Regions from separate parts of the Mus musculus genome. Here region 2 is linked to region 1. Evidence: chromatin contacts called from public HiChIP or PLAC-seq data. All regions are on one chromosome and are shown on one strand. The core of a region is the stretch at or near the end of the contact, and the rest is flanking DNA. Distances in the headings are between cores, read along the strand shown.

The links. HiChIP or PLAC-seq counts read pairs in DNA pulled down with a chosen protein or histone mark.
Region 2: a contact with region 1 is called in a FOXA1 HiChIP or PLAC-seq map of pancreatic cancer cells. The contact joins two enhancer-like sites. A contact is called at or near these places in 1 of 39 promoter capture datasets (the 3T3-L1 cell line), 8 of 484 Hi-C or Micro-C datasets (the C2C12 cell line, the HL-1 cell line, the Patski cell line and 4 more) and 1 of 115 datasets of contacts at active chromatin or transcription factors (pancreatic cancer cells).

What each region holds. Positions count from the first base shown.
Region 1 is chr12:9,853,892-9,858,752 of GRCm38.p6, reverse strand. No RefSeq gene overlaps it. Among named protein-coding and RNA genes, the nearest start is that of Gm22845, 9.1 kb to the left of the region's middle. Within about 2 kb of position 2,447, at least 38 of the 459 cell types and tissues checked have an H3K27ac peak or open chromatin away from gene starts, as enhancers often do. A contact at or near this core is called in the C2C12 cell line, the HL-1 cell line and pancreatic cancer cells, where this site is marked.
Region 2 is chr12:9,976,650-9,981,510 of GRCm38.p6, reverse strand. No RefSeq gene overlaps it. Among named protein-coding and RNA genes, the nearest start is that of Gm33734, 59 kb to the right of the region's middle. Within about 2 kb of position 2,215, at least 60 of the 459 cell types and tissues checked have an H3K27ac peak or open chromatin away from gene starts, as enhancers often do. A contact at or near this core is called in the C2C12 cell line, the HL-1 cell line and pancreatic cancer cells, where this site is marked.

The sequences.
Region 1 (4,861 bases), core at 1,198-3,697:
ATGAAACACAATATCAAAATTTTAAACAACATACTATGAGTTGAATAAATAATGTTGCTCATATTTTCTTGTCCTTACCAGGGTACAAAGCCATCCCTGTGTTTGGCCACATTTTTAATCCATGAAACCCTGGAAATTCAGATGCAATTAGAAACTTCGTCATATACAAATGAGGTGAACAGGAACATGAAACAGGTACTGTTCCCTAAGGAGAGATTAGAATGTGTTTGGATCTATACCACATAAGCCAAACCACCCTGCCCTAAAACCCTGGTACAAGCTTGCTATAGCCAGGACCCATGGGCAACTTGGATAGTGACCTCAGCCTCTCCTTGCAGATGAAACTTCTGGAAACACCATCAGCATCAGCATCAGCCTCAACCACAGGACATATTGGATCATGAGGCATCCCCGTCTTCTGGAGATGGGCTCCTATCCACTTTCAGGCAGAAGCTGCTTTTCCAAAAAAGCCCACTGCCTTTCCAAGAGTCTGGGCTGACACATTGGTAGACATATGGAGTCAGAGGTGTGGGTGGGTTGCACTTCCTTCAAACATGCAACTTCAAAGTCTCTGAGGGTGTCATCTGGCATGGAAACAAGTCAGGAACAAGTGGAACTCCACTGGAATTTCCAGTTATAAACGGTCCTATTCAGAGCTGTATGCTGAATTGCACAATAAGAGAACAAGGAGATGTTTCATACCATTGAAAGGCCTTGAGCACAGAATAAAGAGACACAACTTACACTGCTTTGTCTCTTGAGTTTTGAGGCCTGTTCTGTGTGACCCTAGGTTATAAAAATAAACAACAGTGCATTCTACCCCACCTTGGCAGAAGGCTTGCTTTGAAAGACTTACAGTTACTACATTCTAGGTAGAGTGTCCTTATAGGCTAAGGCATATGTTGAATTCAGGCACTGAAGAATCTGAAAATCGAAGAATATGAACTGAAAATTCTGTCGTGCTGGAGAGATGGCTCAGTGGTAGACTGTAGACTGCGCTTGTAGAGGCTCAGCGTGAAGGGCTATGGATCTACATGGGGTAGTCCACAGGAACCTTTACCTCTAGCTCAGTGACTGTAAGGGTGGTGGTAGTCAACACCTCTGGCCTCAGTATGTAGCTGCACTCTCATGTACATACACAGACATCTTGTTAAGAATTATAAAAATAGACAATAAAAAGTATAAAGCCCAACACTCATTAGCTATGCCCACTGCCTATGATTACATTTGAATCATTAACTGAATCCCTAATTAGCCCTGGACCATCCCCACCCATTTACCTTTCCTTTAATCAACTCACCCAGTGTTCTGTAGTAACTTGAGAGACCACCAATTTTGGGGATAATATTTAGAAAAAAATTCATAATTGTCCAAACTCAGAGTGCCATCTTATGCCAATCTGTCAGCATACAGGACAAGACAGATGAGTAAGAAGAACTTACATACATATCTCATGGAGTACTCTCCAGAGAAGTCTTCCATGATTAGAGGACAGAGACACAGAGAAGGTGTCTAAGATTCAGAACCAGCTAAGTACCAGCACTTATCCATCAGCCTCTTTTATATCACTCTTTCAGTTCTGTTTAAGCAACGTTGTTTCCAATACAATTCTCTTTCACCTTAGCAATAAAGTGATGCAAAATATCCTAGTGCACTAATGTGAATCAACTAGGCTATTCAGGATCCAAACAGAGATTTGTAGATATTACCCATAAAATAATTGAGACTATATACTAAGTACATACTCGTTGATCAATATCCAAAGATGATGATGTCCCAAGAACCTATTGTCTAATATTCTGTTTTTGATATGTAAAGTACACAGTATACATTTTTGGAAGTGCAAATGTAGATAGTACAGTGTAAAGTCTTTTCTTGTAACGCCCACTGTGTGTGTGTGTGTTAGTGTGTGTATGTGTTTGTGTGTGTTAGTGTTAGTGTATGTGTGTGTGTTTCTATATTAAGTACATGCATGTCCTGGTGCATATGTGGAAGTCTGAGGACAACTTGCAAGACTCAGCTCTTTCCCTCTTTCATGTAAGTTCCACATAACCAAACTCAAGTCATCAGGCTTGGCACCAAACCCCTTTATCCACTGGGCAATCCTACCAATTCACACTGTGCATTTTTGTATTGTAGGAATCATTCAAGTTTCCATAACACAATTTCCCCCAGACAAAAAGAGGAGATCTCTACTCACAAGCCAATTCACACTGGGAACACAAGGGTGCCAAGAAACTTCACAATGAAAGCTTGTGTTTGGGGTGTGTGTGTGTGTGTGTGTGTGTGTGTGTGTGCACGCGCGCGCGCGCACGCAAAGCAATGCAAATCCTAATCTAAGAGCATCACCATCCACTGGAAAGATGCCAGCCCCTCTCTCCTGTACATCCTCTGTGTGGATTAGTCACCAAGCTCCCAGTAACCACAATATGACCACTATGTAAGGAGGCTTTCTCCCTGAAACAATGCAGTTCTGTCTGATTGTCTTTGGGAGGCATTTACAGCTCGAGGACATAGCTCTGTTTTATTGAAAGTACTCAGTACTGACTTCTTAGAACATGGCTAAGCTCAGTTGGGCAATCACAGATGTTCCAGGGGGAGGTTCACATTCTTGCTATGGGGCACCCATCAGGGACACACACTGAAAGGTGAGGAAGTCTAAGCACAGCTCACAAGGCTCAGTGCAGGTGTGTTGACCTATTACTCAGACCAAATGCCACTTTCTCAGGTCATTGGTGGGATCTTCTCCTTAAAGGTTATACTAGGTGCATAATGGACGGAGTCTCCACTCTGTGTCAATAACTAATGAGATGAAATTGTGTCTATTCATCAACCTGGGTAGAGCCCTGGAATGTAGTAGCACTGCCCCGGGGACCACACTCCTGTGTACAGAACAAAGTTGTTATTTCTAGAAGAATGTGTCTGTTTCCCTGAGCCCTAGGCTTTCCCTATCCCCACCTCCATATCTAAGGATAGCAACCAAGTGTTCTTAAAATAATAAAAGACTGGCTGTGAGTCCTACAAAAAAAAAAAAAAACCTCAGGATTACAGTTTGTTTCTACTTGACTGAACAAGTCTCGGGCCACAGTACAGGAAAATCCTCCAACCACTATGCCCTGGCATCCTTTAGAATAATTGTCTTCCCTAAAACTTTGCTTCTGGGAGCTAGTCTTATGTAAGGTAGTGAAATTCATGGGGATTCTAAGATCTGGAGTTGAGCAATCTTACCTTGTCCTCTTTAGTAACTATCAAATGCAGGAGTGAGGGGGCCTCACTTCTGTGAACATGATTTTTGTTTCCCAGACTTCTTTCATTTAGTAACTGGCCACTCTCTCTTCCCTTCCTTACAGTTGGCAGCAGTGCAAGTGTAGGGGGCAAACTTAAGGTAGGAATAAACTCTGTTAATATCCATGTTCTGGACTTCTAGGTTGATACTGGGGAAAATGACATTTTATGAACCTATTAGAAGCACAGAAAGGAGATAATAAACAAAATTTGGGGGAAAAAAACTAGATTCTGGTTATAGCTCTGCCATCTATAGTGAGTGGCATGATGGCTCTTACCTACCAGCCCAGCCTCTGAGGACCTTCCTGATGATATCAATAACAGTTACCTCAAGAGTGGTAAGTATTTACAACTTAGAAAGTGGGACAAAGTATTTTACCTCACAACAGAGCATGGACAAGGACTTTTAAAAAAAGTCAGGTTTGGAAAAAGTCAAAGGACAGAATTCTAATTATATGATTTGAAAAAAAGTACTATGTAGCTAAAAGGTCTTTAGGAAAGTGAACTTAAGAAATTCTGAGTCAGGTCACTTAGTTGGGTTCCTATTTTGACAGACTTTTTAAATTACATTATCATAAATTTCTGAAAGATGTAAGATATAGCAGTTTCCAAGTCCATCAGACCATTGACCTTTTTCACAAGAGCATCCAATGACAGAAAAGAGGCTGGGGATGTGGTTCAGTGATAAATTGCCTGCCAGACAGGAGTTTCTCAGTATGATCCCAAGAATCTTTCAAAAGGTGCAGGCAGTTGGGAGAAATAATTGCTCTTAGGGAAAAGCTTTCTGATGAGCCCACCATGATGTTTTGGGGCCTGCACATATGCTCCCTTCCCCTGCAACCCTTGACATTGACTTTAGCTAATCATCATCATGCATTTTCAGCTAAGCTGCCTTGAAACTAAATATCGATAATGAAGAACTAGCTGCATCCCAAAAGTCTTCTCCCATCAACGTCTAAAGCCTTTTGCAGTGATAGCATATGAGCATTAACCACTGGGTATGACTCACATCAAGGATGCTAAAGTAAAGGAGTCCACAGCTTAAAACTCTCCCACAAGCACTAGACAGCAAGCCAGAGAAATGATCTCCATTGTGTTTAGAGGGATGGACACACCTGGGTATCCATGTATAGTCTTGTTTCTCAGAGAAACAGAAAATAATTCAGGGGAAAAAATAGGAACATCTTGTCTAAAATGACCCAGAGTCTAACAGCTGGTCAAAATAGGCATTGGTGAAAGATATCCCTTTATGCTTGTTTTTGTAACTATGAGCAGGTGTTTGCAATTAGCCCTTAATAGAACTTTGGAGCCTCTCTTCCAGTGCTAAATGATATCTGGCAATAGCATTTCCTCAGCATCCTAGAGGAAGAGTTTCCTTTGTTTTAGGTAGTTTGGCTTCTCTGGGCGTAAGATGGTATTAGCTAACCTGTTGGCACCATCAGAGAAAACACCTTATTGTCTATGGTGCTACATAAGCAGCTATTAGTGGCTAAGCAGCTCAAGGAGGTTCCATCTAAGCCAACTGAAAGCATGGTTCCACTTAGATCAGTGGTCCTAGGGCATTTCCTAGACTTTG
Region 2 (4,861 bases), core at 966-3,465, 120 kb before region 1:
CAAATATTACCTCCAGATTGTAATCCTACATCTGTAGACTCCGGAGTTTAAAAGGTAGCCCTGGGTTCTAAATGTTTACTTTTATTTTCGAGAAAGGTTTGCTCTGCAACAATTTGTGAGCTCTCAATGTCAAAAAGATGTTCTTTTTTTTTAACTTATTAATCATGTTTTATCTTCTCATTTGTTAGACAGGTGGTACTTTTTTGCAAAGCTTAGTCTTGAGCTAGCTTATAATGCTTTTATTCAATATTTAAAATTTTTGGAAGTGACAAGAATTGGAGGTTAAACGTGGTGCGATTAACCAGTTGATCCGTGGATGAACTGTTTCTCTCTGTCTTTCTTCTCTTCCTCCCATCTCTCCTTCTCTCCCCTTTCTTCCTTTTCCAAAGTCATTTTTTCTTAGTTTCCAATGAACTTAGAATGACAAAACCAAAACAACTTATCCAACATGTTGTCTATATTATTTCAAAGCCATAAGATATTATATTCTGAATATCACTTCATTTTATTCAATTACATATAAATGTCCATTCCCTTCTACATCTGAAAGTAATGTTAAAACAGTGATACAAACTATTGCTTCTTGAGATCCTAAGGAAATCCTAAATTCGTAAGGATACAAGACAAAAATGTCAAAACCACAAGCAGTAAACAGTCACACTAAAGAAAAAAAAATACAAAAACAGCAACATCAATATACACACAATCACCCACACCACACACCAGTCACTGTTTTCTTTTACAACAAAAAGGGCTTCACAATTAAGTTCTAGATTGTTTCTGTGGTGGTAAATTCTCACCCAGAGACACTCAGGCAATGGATTGAAGTCACACAGTATAATTACACAATACCCTGGCCTTTACTCCAGGATGTAAAAGCACAAACAGAACACCTAGAGATTCAAAAACAATCAGTGGACACTTAGACTTTCCTTTTTTGTTTGTTTGGTTTTTTTTTTGTTTGTTTGTTTTCTTTTTTGAGACAGGGCTTCTCTGTGTAGCCCTGGCTGTCCTGGAACTCACTTTGTAGACCAGGTTGGCCTCAAACTCAGAAATCCACCTGCCTCTTCCTCCCAAGTGGGGATTAAAGGCATGCACCACCACTGCCCAGCTTGACATTCATTAAACTGATGCTTTGACTAACCATGTGATACTGGTGGGATAATTTATCCAATATCACAGAGAAGGCTATCTTCATTTGCCTGCCCAAATATTGCACTTCTAAGAATTCTTTGCCATTAACCAAAACAAACCAGACCAACAAGCAAAATATAAACAAACAAACAAACAAACAAACAGAAAGCCAAAACAACAAATAACCCAAAAAAAAACCCTTAAACTAGTGCCTAAACTACCTTTCTTCCTTTCTTTCTTCCTTTCTTTCTTCCTTTCTTTCTTTCTTTCTTTCTTTCTTTCTTTCTTTCTTTCTTTCTTTCTTTCTTTCTTCCTTTCTTCCTTCCTTCCTTCCTTTCTTTCTCTCTTTCTTTCTTTCTTTCTTTTCTTCTTCTTCTTCTTTATTTTTTTAAACCTGAACAGGGTGAAAATCAGCTATGTATTAAGGGGCCTCAAGTATCTTAGAAACAAACTTGTGAAATTTGTATTTTTATGTCTTTCTCTGAAAGTATTTTTTATCATCTCCATGCTTTTACACAACCATGTACATTATCTAACATTTATTTCAAACATTGGCAATGAACATTTATATGCTCTAAGTCTTTAATTATAACTTAGTCACTTGAGTTTGTAAAACTCACCATTGATTTTCCTTGTGCCCACATATACATGGGCACACACACACACAGCCTGTACATTCCATTGGCACACTTCTCTATAGATTTATTGGAATGTAGGAAATTAACTATATAACCCCCAAGAAAGCAATGCTGTTATTCACAGTGGTACATTAACAGGGAATTTTGTCCCTTATCCAGAATTGACCTCAAAGAAAGCTTGATTAAATACTTCTTAAAAATGGTTGCAGTGTTGCAGGTAATAAGTGTCTGACATCAGAAATGAGAAAATGCTGCTAATTCTCACTGTTCTCTCTAGATTTCTTTCCCCCACCCCCACCAAATGTCTACATAGTCAAGTCTCTGGTATGCATCAGAAGAGCATGTGATTTTCAGAGTGAAGTCAAAGGAAAAGTATGCAGATGGCAGTGTAAATGTTAGGAAAGTTTGAGGAGAAATATGCCAGTTATGTTCTGTTTTGTTAGAGTAACTATAGAACCATTGCAGCAATGCCACGGTCAAGACTCTTGCCAAGTGGAATACCCTATTTATAACCCTAACAAGCAGAGGAAATGGTGCCAGGAACAAGATAAAACTATTAGTCACATTTTAAAAGATACTTAAAAGCTAGTTTGTATTTTAAAATAAATTTTGGTGGTTAAGCACACAACTTGGGTAATTACAGATCTGGGTGTTGAAGCATGGTGCAAGAGCATTAATTAGTCCTTTCCTTATCTTTGCTGCCACATCTCTGCCAGATAGCTTGTTTGAAGTCATAAATGGAGCTCATAAATGGGCTCTTTGGGAGATACCTAGGAAATAAACAATCCTCCCCTTTGGTAAATAGCTAAGAGATCTCCATGGACTCGCATGCTTTTTCCCAGTGTTGGCACTGTTGATTCAGTGCCCAGCTGGCAGCTCCTCCTCATCTGTCTTGTTTCTGGCAGTCTTTCCAATATCAAGCACTTACACAGCAATCAGAGGCATTGAATTCCAAAGAATGCTTTGAGCTTATGGATTCTGGTCATAATGGTGTCACACTGCAGGGTTTCTGCCACCCAGAGTACATGTGGCTACGTCAGGACACGTGCTCTAAATCCTTGCCTCTTGCCCTTTACCCCAAGGAGACTGAAAGACTGTGGTGTAGTAGTATGGGCTTCCTTAGCCTTTCTTTCCATCAGTGAGAAGTTACAAGTTCTGTAATGCTTTCAAATGTAAGGACAGGGCAAGCCCCAAACACAATTCCTTTCTCTCCCTGTATTTCCTCCATTTCTTGCCCTCACTGACTCACTTATCTGACTTGATAGAAAACACACACACACATACACACACACACACACACACACACACACACACACACACACAAAGCACATGATTTTTCATGTTTTTTTATGTTTATGTGAGTTTTGACTGAATGCATTTATGTATATGTGTGTATGCATGCATGTATTAGGCATGTATGTATTATGTATTACATATTATGTATTACATATTATGTATTACATATTATGTATTACATATTATGTATTATGTATGTATATTCACCATGTTCATGCAGTGCCTGCAAGAATCAAATCTGCTGGCACTGGAGTTGTCAGACCATGAAAGCATTTAGGAATCAAATCCAGGTCCTCTGGAAAAGCAGCTGGTATTCTTAACCTCTGAGACATATCTCCAACTCCAAGGGTCTACAATTATTATTAAATTAGAAAGAACTAGAGTTACTCATGGTTCTTTTTGCTAGTACTGTGTTTTTAAAGAGAAAAAAATTGTGACTTCAGGTTCCATTGCTTTTCTAAGGATGAAAACTATTCTTGCAGGTTTGTTGAGGTCTAGAGGCAGCAACATGAAAGATGCCCTGTACTCTTTCCAAAGAAATGACAATCAACAAATGTTCATTCCCCAGGGCTGAAGCCACTATATTATATAATGTAGAGTTCAATGTATTTGTTGTCATACTACGTAACATATCACCAAATTTCATGTATTTTCTATGTTATTTTTGTATTGATGATATATGTGTGCATGGTGCCTGCACATGAGTATATGAGTGCATATGCCCATGCAGTTGCATGCAGAGGCTAGAGCAGGACACAGACTATTGGCCTAGATCACTCTCTACCTTACTGCCTTGAAACAGTGTCTCTTTGCAGAACCAGGAACTTGCCATTTCAGAAAGCCTTACTGTCTAGTGAGGTCTCAGGATCCATCTACCTCCAACCACAAAGTTGAGGTTACAAGTACACATACCTATGTAAAGGTTTATATATGGGTGTTTGGGATTTGAAATAAGGGTTTCATATTTCAGGGTAAATACCCAGTCATATCCTGAACAGAGATATCATTGTTTTTTCCCTTACTATAGGATACTGTGAATGAATATTATTTACTATAATAATACTGTATGTTGGTATATGACAATTCTATAAACAAATATGTATAATTTTAGATGAGCATGTGATGTAATTGTCATTATATATCTTAAATAAATACTATATTAAGCTGTATATATCCCTATATTAGATTATATTACATATTATATTACATGCTGTAGGTTAGATCACAAATTCTGAATTTATACTATTTTATGTCATATGTCATGCTTATGTATTATATATTCATGTATATTTGTCTTTAATTTGCATTGCTATAAGTTATATATTTGTGTATGTTTACATATCATTTCAATACACAAATGATGACAATAATTATTGTTAGTAATTTATATAAACTATGAAGCATACATATAAATTGTAAAAATAAATCAACCATGAAGTTGCAAAAAATAGCCTGTACTTAGCAGGGCTCTGTTTCTGTATGATGTTTAAAATATATTTATATACTATTTAGATATCAATGTAAACATACTTAATAAATGTAATTACTTAATGGTTTTCAGTCTATGTCAGCCTCAATTCTCATGGTTGAGGACGTTCGCAGGGAAATCAGTGTCATGGAAGATCCAGGTATGGTGGTGTGAGAAGACCTTCAGTTCACACCACCACTGCCAGGCAAGTGAGCCGGGGTATGCTCATTACCTCTGATTCTCTGTGGCTTACTCTCATGAAAAGAAGAAGAGGCGAAGACCTAAAGATTGAAGTGGAAATAGCATAAGAAACATGAGCAATACA